Regions from separate parts of the Capra hircus genome. Here region 1 is linked to region 2. A link is a contact called in public Hi-C data. All regions are on one chromosome and are shown on one strand. Each heading gives the region's core, a stretch centred on a gene start, on an enhancer-like site or on the middle of the called end of the contact. The rest is flanking DNA. Distances are from core to core; before and after follow the strand shown. Region 1 holds the start of ACSS1 (acetyl-coenzyme A synthetase 2-like, mitochondrial). Region 2 has its middle 40 kb from the start of CST7.

Evidence for each region. Hi-C and Micro-C count contacts between places; a contact is called where the count stands out from the background.
Region 1: a Hi-C map of blood shows a contact between it and region 2, with 4 times the contacts expected there. The contact joins the promoter of ACSS1 here to the enhancer-like site in region 2. A contact is called at or near these places in 3 of 5 Hi-C or Micro-C datasets (all in blood).

What each region holds. Positions count from the first base shown.
Region 1 is chr13:42,015,085-42,021,992 of ARS1.2, forward strand. ACSS1 (acetyl-coenzyme A synthetase 2-like, mitochondrial) reads right to left here and starts at 4,233. Exons shown (of 14, transcript XM_018057282.1): 1 at 3,921-4,233. The coding sequence starts at 4,212.
Region 2 is chr13:41,888,284-41,895,880 of ARS1.2, forward strand. No RefSeq gene overlaps it. Among named protein-coding and RNA genes, the nearest start is that of CST7, 40 kb to the right of the region's middle. Within about 2 kb of position 5,543, at least 3 of the 5 cell types and tissues checked have an H3K27ac peak or open chromatin away from gene starts, as enhancers often do.

The DNA of each region.
Region 1 (6,908 bases), core at 2,983-5,482, 130 kb after region 2:
CTCTTGCCATCTCAACGTTTCTGCCGTCTGAATTATTCGAGGCACGTCATGAAGAGGAGAGAGCTACAGCGAAATGGTTTCCACTGCTACAAGGAATGTTCCAAAAAGCGTCCAAGGAATCTCTGTGTTCAATGCTAGTTATAAACAGTCTATCCTTGAGCTTGAAAGTAAGAATACACACACGCGTGTTTCAAATTCAGACTCAAAATAGAGTTTCGTTTTGTATTCTGAAAGCAACACGTCACTACCCTCCAGTTCTGCATCTGCAGCTTCCTGATGTCTCAAGTTTATACCCACGGAGCAAAGACATCTGTTGAGTCCTGTGAGGGAAAGAGCCAAACTTCAAAAGCTGAAAAGAGTCCTTATCAGAACGTGGCTTTCTAAAGAGTTTCGGGTTTCATGCAAACCAGTTCACTGCAGGGGGTGTCAGGTCTACCTACCCCCCCCAACCCCACCCCGCCCAGGGCCCTCTGACACCACAACCCCCCACCGGCCTGGCTCTCCCATGGTCCAGGAGGGCTTTCAGAGCCACGTCAGCCACCTGCATGCCCTCCCCAGCCTGCTTCCCAGAATAGGCTGGTCAGATGGAAAACCTGTGTGGTCCCATTCAGAGGCAAAGCAGCACGGCTGAAGAGCAGGTTCAAGGTTACAGCCTCCTCCCCGGATTCATTAATAAATAACAAAGGCCAGTGATTGGGTGCAAGGAATGTTCTGAAGACAGTGCAGAATGCTTCACAAGCGTTTTCACATTCAATGCTAACAGTAGTCCCAGGTCACCTGCCGCTGGTCAGAAGCCTAGCAGCTTCTGCCTTGGTCTCTGGGACCTCTGGTAGCCAACAGCCCTGGGTCTAGTCACCACCTTGTGAGAAGCTCCTTGTGGGTGCTCCAGGCCACAGCTCCAACTAAGCCCAGCCTGTAGGCCAGGCCGCAGACATGGGAGTGAGCAAGGTAGATGACTAGAGTCCCACAGGTGGGGAGCAGAGGCAAGCCACTCCAGTCAGGCCCTGTCCAAAGTCCTGACCCACGGAATCCGAGAGACTAAGAAAATGGCACGGATAGGAACTGGAACAGAATTTCAGTTACGCACTGTTCTCACATTACAAATGAGGAGACACACCAAAGAACATTCAGGGGAGGGCAGGGGGAGTAAATTAGGAGAGTGGGATTGACACAGACACACTATTATACATAAAATAGTGTAAACTAATAAGAACCTACTGTAAAGCACAGGGAATTATTCAGTACTCTGTAATGACCTATATGGGAACAGAATCTGAAAGAGTGGATATGTGTATATATATACTTGACTCACTTTGCTGTGTAGCTAACACAATTGTAAACCAACTATACTCCAAAAAAAAATGAATTTTAAAAAATTAAGCACTTGGCGAGACTTTAGATAGAAAGAAAAAAAAAAATGATCAGGGGAAAACAAGTATTCAAACTCAGGTATGATTCCAAAAACACACCCAGCACCACTGAAGTGTACGGTACCACCCACAGACTCTTTGTTTGTTTGAGAGAGACAGATTGGCATTCATCCCAATCCACCCATTAAGTGGTGCCCCACCTGCCCTGGTTGGACACAGGTCAGTGGTTCTCAACCTTAAGTGTGTATCAGGATCACCTGGAGGATCCACCCCCAGGTTCCTGGCTCTGGCCATCTAGGATGTTTCTACAAAGTTCACAGGTCTTGCCGATGCTGCTGGTCCAGGGACCACACTTTGAGAACTGTACATACAGACCTTCCTGAAGGAGCAAATGGAGTTTTAAGTGATGCTCCTTTGGAATAAGCCAACATCACATGACCATCACACAGACAGACAGAGCATGCCAAAACACACCCCGTTCCACCCCAGCCCACAACTTTCTAGTGGCTCCCAGGATAGCCATAACTTGGTCTGGTCCTTTTTCATATGATCACCTCTGATTTGCAGACACTGGCGACCATCAGAGATATTTCTGACAGATGAGTGCGTCACATACACATTTGATGAGAGAATGTGGCTGAAATGCTGTTTTTCTACAAGGCAGTTTTCTGAAGTTCAGTTTCTGGCTAAGGTAACCATAAAGGAGAAATAAATGAAGAAAAAGAGGCAGAAGAGTGTCTTGCTGTACACCCTAACCCTGACCTTGAACCTGACCGAGTAGGGCTCACAAGGCCCTGGCTGCCCGTCGCACCGGATCTGTCATTACACCACCACCACTCCCCCCTTCTTATCTGAGAGTGAAAGGTGGCACGTGTTCACCTTGAATGTCCCTGGCAGCCTCAGGTCTCCCAAGTCCAAGGCAGCTTCTAAAGGAATTGCAACCTTCCACCCCTTCCCCCTGCACGCAGCTCTCTCGATCCAGGGTGCATTCCACCAACCCTGCAAACCTAAGGGTTTAGCTTTTCTCCCACTAGTCCAAGGACACTTTGTGCTGACTCAATTTTAGAGAAGACACTTATCTACTGAGTCATTTTTATTAAACCAGCAAAGCAATATACAATATAAAAAAAAAAAGTCTGGTCCAAAGTTCCTTTAAATATCTTTGCTTGAAAAATAACCGCAAGAAACTACCTGTAACTCTGGCTACTTCTAAATTTCACGAGTCAAAATCACTACCACTTATTGCTCACTAGTAAGTACTGGGCCTGTTCCATACCCTGTGTGCCTGGTCATCACAACCCAGCCCCTCAGGTGGGTATTGTGCCCTCTAGTCTACACAGGCGGAGAAGGCAATGGCACCCCACTCCAGTACTCTTGCCTGGAAAATCCCATGGACAGAGGAGCCTGGTGGGCTGCAGTCCATGGGGTCGCTAAGAGTCAGAGAGACTGAGCGACTTCACTTTCACTTTTCACTTTCATGCATTGGAGAAGGAAATGGCAACCCACTCCAGTGTTCTTGCCTGGAGAATCCCAGGGATGGGGGAGCCTGGTGGGTTGCCGTCTATGGGGTCTCACAGGGTCAGACACGACTGAAGCGACTTAGCAGCAGCAGTCTACACAGGAGAATGCTGAAACTCAGAGGAACAGAAAAACTGGACCAGTAAAGAAGTGGAACCTGGAAACTTAGACCCCACTGCCCAGTTCAGGCCTTGGTCAGGAAGACCTTTCCTTAAACAGCCCCTAGACTCCCATCTATCCCATTACCCACTTCCTCCTTGACAGGCAGCCCCTCTGACCGCCCCCCCATCTGGCTGCTCACACTCCAGGCCTAGCCTGTCTCCTCCTTCCCTTAGTTGCTGGGCCTTTTGCCCCTGGTGGGCCGGGGCATGGCTGGCAGTGTGAACCCCAGTCCCAAGTCTGGACAGAACCGTAGGGGATTCAATCTCCAGTAGGGGCCAGAGAGGACAGACTGGCGATGGAGCTGGCTTCTGAGACCTCGGAAGACCGGCCCCCTGGGTCTTCGGGGCGAAGGTGAAACTGAGAGCGGGTAGGTCCCACTACTGCTTCCTTCCCGCCCGCCCGCCCGCGGGCTGACTCCGGCTGCCGGCGCGGCTTCCTCCTCCCCGCCACCCGGCGAAGCCCCGTTTGTTTACATGGGCAGGGCTGCTCCCCAGACGGGTCGCCGGCCGGCACCTGGCGGTAACAACGGCCAGAAGCTTTTCGGTTCTGTCGCCGGCCGGCCCCGGGGGCGGGAAGTCCTGCTCCTGGCGCGCCCCTTGCCTTCCACCCCCCGTGCGGCACGCTCGGTGTTAGGGCCGGTGGGGGCCACCGTTAGACTCGGGGCGGGGGGGCGCCGGGGAGCGCGAGCCACGACCGAGGAGTCGGGGCCGGGCCGGCGGGGTGGGGGCGGGGTGGGGGCGGGGTGGCCGCGTCGCTTGCGGGGGAGCGATGCCGGAGCGCCGAGGAGGGGGCGTGTGGAGCCGCCGCACGCTGGGCTCGGGGTCCCCTGGGCGCGCGAGCTGGGGCTCCCCGGTCCCCAGGCCCACTCACCAGACACGTTTAACTGGCCTCCCAGGAACCAGCTGATCCTGCCGCTGCGGAAGTCGCAGTCGCTCACCGTGTGGTAGGGGGTGTCCCACACGAGAGCGTCCCGCGCCAGCGGCCCCCAGAAGGCGGCGGGCTCGCGAGCTGCCAGCTTGATTCGCTCTTGGTAGGAGCCGGGCGGCGCTGCGGGGGCGGAGGCGCTGCTCCAGAGCCGCGGGGCCGCCAGCGCCCGCACCCCCACCCCGCGGAGGCCCCCCAGTAGCCGTCCGACGCCGCGGCCCAAGCAGCGCGCCGCCATCGCGCCTCAGAGTCCCGCGCCTCAGAGCCCTGTGGCAACCCGGCGCCCGCGTGCCCGCGCCCCGCCCCGGCCCCGCCCCGCCCCAGGCCCCGCCCCCCTGCCAACGCCCCGGCCCTCGCCCAATCCCGCTCCCTCTCCCAGTCCTCGCGCGCTCGCGCCCCTCCCTGGCTCCGCCCCCTCCCCGCCCCTCCGGCCAACGCCCCGGGCCCGCCCTCAGGCACCGCCCCCGCCCCGCCCCTCCCAATCCCTCAGCTTGCGCTCCAGAGCTGGGCACCAAGGGAGGGGGAGCAGCTGGGGAAGGGGGGCCTCCCGGAGCGCAGGGTACGGGGTCCCGGGGCGGGCTGCCGGCGCTTGAACCGGTGCGTCCTCCAGCTCCGACGGCTACGCGGCGCGGGGAACCGCAAAGATGGGGAACCCGGGGACGCAGGCTCTTACAAGTGCGGGAGCGATCACGGAGCCAGCGAACCACCAGTTAGGTCCATTCAGCATCTCAGAGGCCGAAGGCATTCGTCTCTTCGTGCGCCCTGGAAAAGGAACACGCAGGTCTGCCTGCACCGGACCCCCGCCAAACTATACACACACAAGCAGCACCCCCGCTCCGTGGACTAAGTGGGGTTCTCTACCCAAGAGGCCGTGGGGGTACCCAGGGAGGTGGTCTAGGGTCCACCGCATTCCTGTGACAACGAAGCAAACGCCCGGGGGTTTCGGCCTGCTGCTGCAGCTTCTGTGTCCTGGGTTCAAAACCTGACGTTTCTAGCTCTCTGACCTCGGGTGAGTTCCTTAAAGGTCCCTGTGCCTACACCACCCCGGCTACTGAGCTCCCTGGGTGTCCCTCCCAGGCTGCAAGTTTCAGACACCAACTCATTTATTCTTATGCAGCCCTGGGGAGGGGGAAACGCATGATATCTCTCTCCCCCAGCTGTACCCAGGAAGCCCGGGAATGGAGGCTATGTCCCAGTTATCAAGCCAGGAAAGATAGAAGGGAACCCACAGAAACTTGCCTCAGCCAGACTCTAATATCACAACACCCACAAACTAAACACATAATAAATAAGATAAACAGAAGGGAGAGGGGAATTTTGAAAGTTAGTTGGTCGGTTGAGTTCCAGCCCATTAGCTGTAAGAGGAACTTCTGCTGTCAGCCCCAGTGTGTGTGTGTGTGTGTGTGTGTGTGTGTGTGTGTGTGTGTGCCCCCTCTCCTGTGCGCCTGCGTGCACTTGCCTGCTTGCACATGGTGCCTGCTTTTTAAGGCTGGAGGTGCTGGGGTCCAGTGAGAACAGTTAGCACTTACACATGGGCGCTGCTCTGTGCCAAGTGCTTGACCTGCATTTTTCTACTTAATTTAAAAGTTATCTGGTGCTATCAAGTCGTGCCCACTCTCAGCTCCCAAGTGGAACATATGAGGACGCTGAGCCCTAAGAAATAAACACGTGCTGGGCAGCAACCCCACTCCCGCCTCAATTTCTGCTTCACCACTTGGCCTGAATCACTTTTTTCTTTTTTTAAGCCTCACCACACAGCATGCAGGATTTTAGTTCCCCAATCAGGGATTGAACCTGGGCCCTACGCAGTGAGAGCACAGATTCCTAACCACTGGACTGCCAGGAAATTCCCTGAATCACCATTTTTAATAGAATAAATAATAAAACTGAAATACAGAAAGACTGTAAGTGTGGCCAGGGGTCCCAAAGATGACTACAGATGGTGGAGCAGTGGGTGAAAACTCCCAGGCATTTGCTCTATAGGTGAGAGGCTCCCCCTCAAGAGGAAGGATCTGTTCCCCACAAGTGGATAAGCAATGCTGCTCCGACTATCCCAGCCCAGGCCCTGAGAGGCCACAGAAGCAGGCCCTAGAGACCCCTGCAGAGAATGTTACCAAACTCAAGTCCACATAAGGCCAACCAACACCAAAACACCTGAGTCTGGAGCAGAGAAAGGTTTATTGCAGGGCCCTGCAAGGAGGGAGGAGGCTCATGCCTTAAAAACCCTAAACTCCCCAAAACTTTTCAGCAAAGCCCTTTTCTGGGAAAGGTAGAGGTGGGGTAGCTGTTGCAGACTTCATGTTGTCAGAGCCTTTATTCTTGAGGTCAGCTCATGGTCAAGTCATGATGTTCCTATAAACCTCCACCAAAACAAACATTAGTATCTGTTCTGACCAGAAAGGGAAGGGGAGTCATTTAATTCTGTCTCCGTGCCTCCTTGCAGCTGTTAACACGCAACAAACCTCGTAAGGAAAACAACATGATTACCCCTCGTTTAACAAACCTCGTAAGCAAAACAACATGATTACCCCTCGTTTTACGGGTTCAAGGTCCCAAGGCTCAGCTTTTGCCCTGCGAGGCCCAGGTCTTTGGTAAGAGGAGGGGTCCCTGTGCAGGCCAGTTACCCTGCTTTGGAGCAATTGTCCAGCATCCAGTTTGGGTCCTCCCACCAGTGCACAGTGTGCTGAAGAGACAGATCTCAGCAGGCAGCCCCTCACAGCCCGGTCCCTAGATCCCACCCAGCCCCAGATGGCACTCAAAGTGCCACAGGCCACACAAAGTCTCCTCAGGCCACACAAAGTGGGGCGGGGTTCCACAAACGGCAACCCATGGAGACAGCTGCTGCCATCAGGTCTTGGAGGTGGGATAGGGGAGAGGTTTGCTGCCGCTTAGAGCCTGGGCTTGGTGGCGGGCAGCTGTGGTGAGGACTCTGCC
Region 2 (7,597 bases), core at 4,293-6,792:
GGGCTGAGGCTGGGGACAGTCCCCATGGGGCACTGAACTGTGAAACCCACCCTGGTTTGCAGGTGCCCATGCATGGAGCACCCCATCACCGCCACTTTTCCTGCCTCATGCCATGGTGCCATGGCCCTCGGGGCCACCGCAGGGCCAGTGGAGGGGGTGGAAGGGGAAACAACCATGCTCCAGGAAGACCCAGGATCCGCAGCAAACCCTGGGCCCTGCCTCTGCTCCTGAGAGCAGGCACTAGCAGCCCCAGAAGCCCACTTCGCCCTCGCACTTGCTCTGTGACCTGGGGCAAGTTACTCAGCCTCCGAGCCGCTCACCTCACCTACAAAGCAGGGATGGCTACCTGCACTTTCTTCACAGGCTGCTGGTATTCAGGCCTCGAGCCCACATCTGGTGCCGTGGAGCTGTCGTCGCTTCCTCACCCGCACAGGGCGCAGACAGTCATCACTGGGCTTGGCACATCACTGGTCCTCTGTGAACCTCTGTTTCCTCTTCCACCGCCCCTGGTGGTATCCTGGGAGGGCCCAGAGGACACACCACGTGGTGGCCTGTGGTGATGGGTTCCTGCCAGGAGCACACAGGGACCCTGCTAACCGCTAAGTCACTTCAGTCATGTCTAACTCTGTGCAACCCCATAGACGGCAGCCCACCAGGCTCCCCCGTCCCTGGGACTCTCCAGGCAAGAACACTGGAGTGGGTTGCTATTTCCTTCTCCAATGCATGGAAGTGAAAAGTGAAAGTGAAGTCGCTCAGTCATGTCTGACTTAGCAACCCCATGGACTGCAGCCTACCAGGCTCCTCCACCCATGGGATTTTCCAGGCAAGAGCACTAGGGTGCCACAAAAGGAGGAGCTGCCAAGAGCTCCTGGAGGCGCCCAAGGCTCAGAGCAGAGCTGCCTGAGCTCCACAGGGGTGAGGTGACTGATGTGAAAGTTGGAGGGCCCTTCACTCACCAGAGCCCCGTGGCCATGGCAACCCTCATCAGGAGCTCCATCCAAGGATGATTAAGGAACATTCACACTAATTAAGAGCTCAAACATCCCCAAGCCACGTCCAGAGAGAGCTGTGGCTCACACAGGCTCCTTTCCAGCCTCTTGGGCTCAGCTCGGGGCTTGGGTGCTGGGTGGAGGCTGACCCTGGGAGTGGAGTTCTGACTCTGCTCCCAGCCTCCTGAGCGCTGGGGGCGTGGGGTGCACTCAGAAGCCCTCTTGTATTAACATGCCCCCATCTTCCCCTCTCCTCCCACCAGCATCCTTGCCCCTACCTCAGCCTCAAGGTCATGCTGGTGCCCCCTTCTCTCCATCACGAACAAGAGTCACCTTCTGTTGGAACAAAAACTGCACCAAGACAGAGTCCCTTTTAGTCTCCTGAGGACGTGTGACAAGTGGAAAGAGAAGCCAAGCCCCAGAAACCCCCCTCAAACGACGGCAGTGAGCCTGGGCGTGTGGGCCCCAGGAGGAGGAGACCAGGATCACAGGGTGATGCTGAGGATGCTGGTGGGGCTTCCAGGCAGTCACCTGGGCCCCAGACTCCACCTGGGAAGCCGAAGCCACACCCGCGGTCCCAGCAGGGCAGCTCTTTGTGGGGACAGTGGGTGCGACGGCAAGAGCCAGGCAGGTTGGCACCCTTGTGAGTAGCAGCGACTGGTCCAGGAATGGGGCGCCCCCAGGAGGGAACAGCCCAGCCGTTCCTCCGAACCCAGGCTGCAGTTTCTCCCCACCAGGGTCCGCCCTGCTCAGGCTGCAAGTTATGTACCCTCCTTCCCACACGCTGGGGTAACAGCCACCAAGCCCGCAGCCCCGTTGTCCCAGGGTGGACACGGATGAACGCGTTCCTGCCCACAGGACCAGAGCCAGGGGCCAAGGGCTCCGACGGGCTCCCAACACGTGCCGTTACCCCTTCCCTTCCAGTGTACGGGACATAACATCCTTCACTCCGAGCACCCCGCCCCCTGTATGGTAACCACAGTCTTGCACTCTCAGCCCAGCAAGGCCTGCGAGGGGTCTGGGCTCCACTGTGGACCAGACAGCACTTAGTGCCTGGAGGACTCGACCACACGCTCACCTTGAAACAGTGGGCGATCAGGGCAGAGGCCGGAACCCTGTTGGCAGGAAGGCATGAAGGGCTTCCTGAAGGAAGGGGGAAGTGCGGAGGGGTGGGAATCCTGGGATTTTTTTTACCCCAGCTCAGGGTAAACCACGGAACCCTGGCTTTGGGAGCCACATCTGAGCAGGAGAGATTGTAGTCTCAGGAGCCCTCCCTCCACCCAAGTTTCATCTGAGGGATGACCATCTCCTTGGACACCAGACAAGTAGGCAAGCCTCAGCCTTCCGCACCCAACAGGGCTGCTGGAGGCCCCAGTCTGTCTTCCCAGCAGAAAGGCCTCAGGCTCGCTGTTGGATAGCTCTTGGTGTGGGGAGGCTCCCTGGGCTAAGACATGGGGCTGATGGAAACCTTGCCTCTTGCCTGTGTCCAGCTACAGAGCTTGGCTGCAATCTTGGTGGCATGGTTCCCTCCCTACCCACTCCCTTTCTTCATCCTCTGCTACTGGCTGGCCTCCTGGTCAGAAGGAACTGCTGATCCACAAGTAACAGGGGGCCCTTCATCACCAAGATCCACTTCCTCCCCTTCCTGGAGCCTCCAGTCATCCCCCTCCACCTGGGGTATCGCCAGGGCCTGGGTGGACCAAGGCCCCTCCAAGACACCCTGGGTCCTCCCTGGGACAGTCCCTGGCCCCAGCCTGTTCTGTCCCAGCCTAGCAATGTGGTCCCTGAATGTCCAGTTTGCTCAGCTGATGGGGTCACCTCTGTGAAACGGCGGCCCGGACGATGAATTTCTAAAGGCAGCTGTGAAATGTGTCCAACCTCGGTGCAACTCACAGGAGAAGATGCTGACGTCCGAGGCTAAGCCACCTCTCTCTCCTGGGGCATGGCCTCCACATGGTGGCCGGCCCCCTCCACCTCAGAGCAGGAAACCATGTGGAGAGCGCTGTGTTTGTCCACATTCCTGACCCACATGCTCAAGGTCAACAAACACTGTTGTTTAAAACTGCTGAGGCCTGGGCTGGTTTGTTGTGAAGCCATAGCAACTGAAACAATGGGTGGGTCTCCAAGGATGACTTTGCTTGAGCTCAAAGCCTGTGGGGACACACTGGGTGAAGAAGGCATTACAGGCCGGGGGCAGCAGCTCATCCTTCAGCCTCTGCTGCGCCCCCCCCTCATGTCACATCTCTTTGTCCAAATATCGCGGGGCCTTTTCTCAGGTGGCTTTAGAGTCTCTGATGGCCGACAACAGCCAATGTGCCAAATGGAACAAAAGGCAGGGCAGAGCGCCCCTTTCAGGGTAGGTAATAGGGTACAGAGCGTTCCTTGCGATCCTATGGACTGCAGCCTGCCAGGCTCCTCTGTCCATGGGATTTCCCAGGCAGGAATATTGCAGTGGAGTGCCATTTCCCTTCTCCAGGAGATCTTACTGACCCAGGAATTGAACCCACATCTCCCATGTGTCCTCCACTGCAGGCAGATTCTTTTCCACTGAGCCGCTGGGGAGCCTTATATAATATATGAATGTGTTGCATGTTAATACTATAATAAAGACATATATGGAAATTTGGGATTTGGAGAAGATATTAAAAGGCTTGTAGAAAGCAAAACTTTCCTGTTTTGGTCACTTTTCTAACCCTGGGCTCTCAGGATGATCAGGGCTGTTGCTGCCCGGCTCTTGGAGTTCATCCTGCCTGAAGCGGGTCAGGCTGCAGGACGGGGTGCTCAGGCCCAGATGTCCGGCCAGGGCAGGGACACTGGACCCTACGCCCCCACATCACCACCGGGGAGGGGGGAGGTAGCACAGGGGCACGAGCAGGGACCAGGATCGGGTTCAATTTCTGTCCCTGTAAAGCAGAGCCTGGGGCAACAGCCTCACTCTGACACATTCCCCAGAAATACACCTGTAGGACACAGCAGTGAGGCAGGGGGTGTCGAGGCTGGGCAGGGGGCACAGGCCTCCTGGGACTTCTTTGGGACCCTCTCCCTCTGATGCGAGCTCACCCAGGACACGCCCAGGTGGTACCATCTGGATCCCAGATGCACCCGGGCGTGGGGCCCCCGCCACCAGGTGGCGCTGGAGCTCCGGGAAAAGATGTGCCAGGGATCTTCCCTAGGTCAGCGGCCACGGGGCCCCGGGCTCCATTCCAGACACCCATCCCGGGCCTGGGCGGGAGTTCAGCCTCGGTTGCCTTCATCCCATCTGCCCAGCAGCTGTGGTCAGGAGGGGCGGGGGATGGGCCCCCTCTGTGAGCGTCTGACCGGGATTCCCGGGCTCTGCCAGGCTAGGTTTAGGGAGCTGGCGGTTAAGCTGTTGGCGGCTTGGAGTCTGTGCTGGTCTCAGTGTTCACACGGCAGACCTCGGGATACTGCACGGCAGCAGGGTTGTGGGTTGTTTCCATCTCGCCTTGCAGGTTCACAGCACACTCCTGCCTTACTGCTCAGGTTAAATTAGGAAGGATGGTTCTGGAACTGCCTGTCAAGACTGCAGGCCCTGTCTTGGGTCCACCCCAGTCCCTGGTGCAAACTCTGCACCAGGGGCAGGGCCTGGCCTCTGGGTTCTGACCAGCAATGAGACTTCCAGGGGCCACTGGGCCAGCCTTTCCATCGCGTGACCAGCGGCTCAGAGACGTGGAACCCTTGCCATCAACCCCCGTCCCCAAGACCCCTTCCCAGGCCATCACCTTCCCAACCGACACAGAGCCTCTGCATTAGCAGTGAACAAAGCCCCCTCTTACTGATCTTCTCTGAGGATGGCCACATGACCTAGTGTGCTCCTGGTTGGGAACGTGAAGGCTGATTATTCGGGGGTGTGTGGGGGGTGGTGTTGTGAGACCTTCAGTGGATGAATCACTTCTTCGAAAAGGTCTCCAGGGAGATGGACATCTTGAAATCCATCTTTGTACAGATGGTCATGACCTGCTCACTGCCGAGAGTGTGGCAACCCCAGGGCTCACAACCCAAAACCCAGACCTCTGAGACCTGAACCTCCTCGTGGAGTGCCTAGACATTACGTGGAGAGCCAAGTTTCTGGGGCAGGGTCCCAGGTTTGGGGTTTTCTAAGAAATGAACAAGCTCCCAGAGCTCGTCAGCGCTGCAGTGTGGGGACCGCACTTGAGTCACATGGATCTTGGCTATGCTGTCACCTAGAGAGTCCTTGTGAAGCAGTCGGAGTTCTGACCACTTTACGATGACAGGATTACCACTCTTGGTGCATTTATTTCCTGCACCTGCTCCCTTTCCTCCAGGTGCATCTCACCTCAGACCCCTCCCCCCCCCCGCCCCCCCGGCCGTTGCCTAAGCTGCACAAGATGCTTCAAAACTTAGCAGCTTGAGCAACAGTAAAAATTTGAACCTGGGCTCAGCTGGGCAGTCCTTCCCTCCAACTAACATACACTTGGGCTGTGGGGCTTCGGCCAGACCAGCTGACCCAGCCGAGAGCTGACGGCACAGAGCTCTTTCCGTGTGACCTTCCACGGGGCAGCTTGGGCTTCCTGACAGCAGGTGACCTCAGGCCACTGGCCTTGGCACATGGCAGCTGGCTTCCACAAAGTGTCCCAGGAACACAGACCCCAACACAATGGCACTTAGCAAGCTCACAGTTGTTAATACCTCACCCTGAACAACCACATGGCCAACCTCCAGATCAACAGGGAGTAAGGTCACCATGGGGCCATAGACACAGCAGACTGCCACAGTCTCTGACTTTTTCACTTGTGTTCATTGTCTCCAGACCAATTCCCTTGGAGAGTATCTCACCAAACAGCTCCTTTAGGGGAGTCTTGCTGTTTTTCGTTATTCAGTTGCCAAGTCATGTCCGACTCTTTGCAACCCGTGTCCGACTCTTTGCAACCCCGTGTCCGACTCTTTGCAACCCCATGGACTGCAGCACAATAAGCTTCCCTGCCCCTCGCCATCTCCTGGAATTTGCCCAAGTTCATGACCATTGAATTGGCAATGCCATCCAACCGGGGAGTCTTGGATCTTAGAAATTATTATCAGAGACCCAAATTCAGCTCGAACACTTTAAACAGTTCATTAGAAGTTCAGAAACCCTCATTGTTATGCAAGATCTGCTTGCTTAAGTCATTACATTGAAAATGAATTAATTCTTTTTGTCATACTTTTAATGGAGGATAGATTTAATTCTGTGTATAATATGACAAATTTCTGCTAAAGAGTGACAGCTGTGGGCATTCATCACCATTCTCATTTCAGAAACCATTCTGCCAACCCAGTTTTATCATTTCACTGTGAAGGGATGGGTTAGAACTGCTACTGGCCAAGAGACCTTGGCCACAGGCCCGGAGTGTTACCAACGCCAACAGAGTACTTGGCCAGTGAGACACATGGGGTCATTACAGGAGACCAACTTCCACACTCCATTCAGGACACTCTGCACCCTCAGCTGACGTCCCAAGCTCCCCTGATGCTTGTATCTGAGGGTGTTTATCAGAAAATGGTATGGAGAGACCTCTTTGGCATTTTTCCATGGAACATCCCCCCCTGCTTTTTTTTTTGCATTAGTAAATGATAAGAAGTGGTAAAAATCAGCCAGCTGGATCAAAAGGATGTGCAGTGGAAATCACTTTCTTCCCACCTGCACACGTGAGTGCCCCGGCTCAATATGCCAGGGTTGCTCCCTGGGTACCCAGAGAACAATGGTGCCCAGTGTGCCCGTGTACTCAGGTCACAGGCGCGGCCGCACACACCACATGTGGGCGTTCACCAGTGTGCTGTGTTACTGCAGCTCACAGGGCACCTTGGAGATGTTTCCTGGACACGGTCACCCCTCTCACAGGCCCTCTTGAAGGTCATCTGAAGGACCGCTCAGCTTCGCACGTGTCCACTGACCCTTCAGTTTCCTGAGTCTTTTGGCATCAGTCATCTAATCCACAGAGTGAAGCAAAGTATCCTTTTCCATTTGAATCTGACTGTTTTTTCTGCATCTGTGATTTCTTACACTTTCTCATCTTGAATTGTCCCTTGAGGCTGAGTTTACCGAGCATCTGTACGTGTGCATATGTGTGGGTGGGAGACTCAGAGTTTGTGAGTGCCACACACGTGTATCTTCAACTTAAGATTATTTTTCACTTCTCATTTTCTGTTTTCAGATTCACCAGTTCCTGCTTTTATTGTTCTTAATTTCCTGTCTTGCTTAGTGTTTTTTTTCCCTCTTTGCCTAAAATGAATGCTCACTCTGTTTATTTTTCTTCAAACTTGTCAACAATTCACCAGGAAAGCCATCTGGTTCTGGGGTTTGTGTGTGTGTGTGAAGCATTTCTATTACCAGTCCAATCTCCAGTTATAAATTTATTGATCTTCTGTCTCTTCTTGAGTCAGCTGTGGCTGTCTGTGTCTTTCTAGGAATGTGTCCATTTCCTATAAATCACCTAATGTGTTGCCACACAGTTATTCACAGTGTCCCCTTACAGTCCTTTTTACTCTCTGTGGCACGTAACAATGTCCCTCTTCATTCCTGATCTAGTATATGAATCTCTCTTCATTTCTTGATCAGTCCAGCTACAGGGGATTGTCAATTTTGTTCTTCT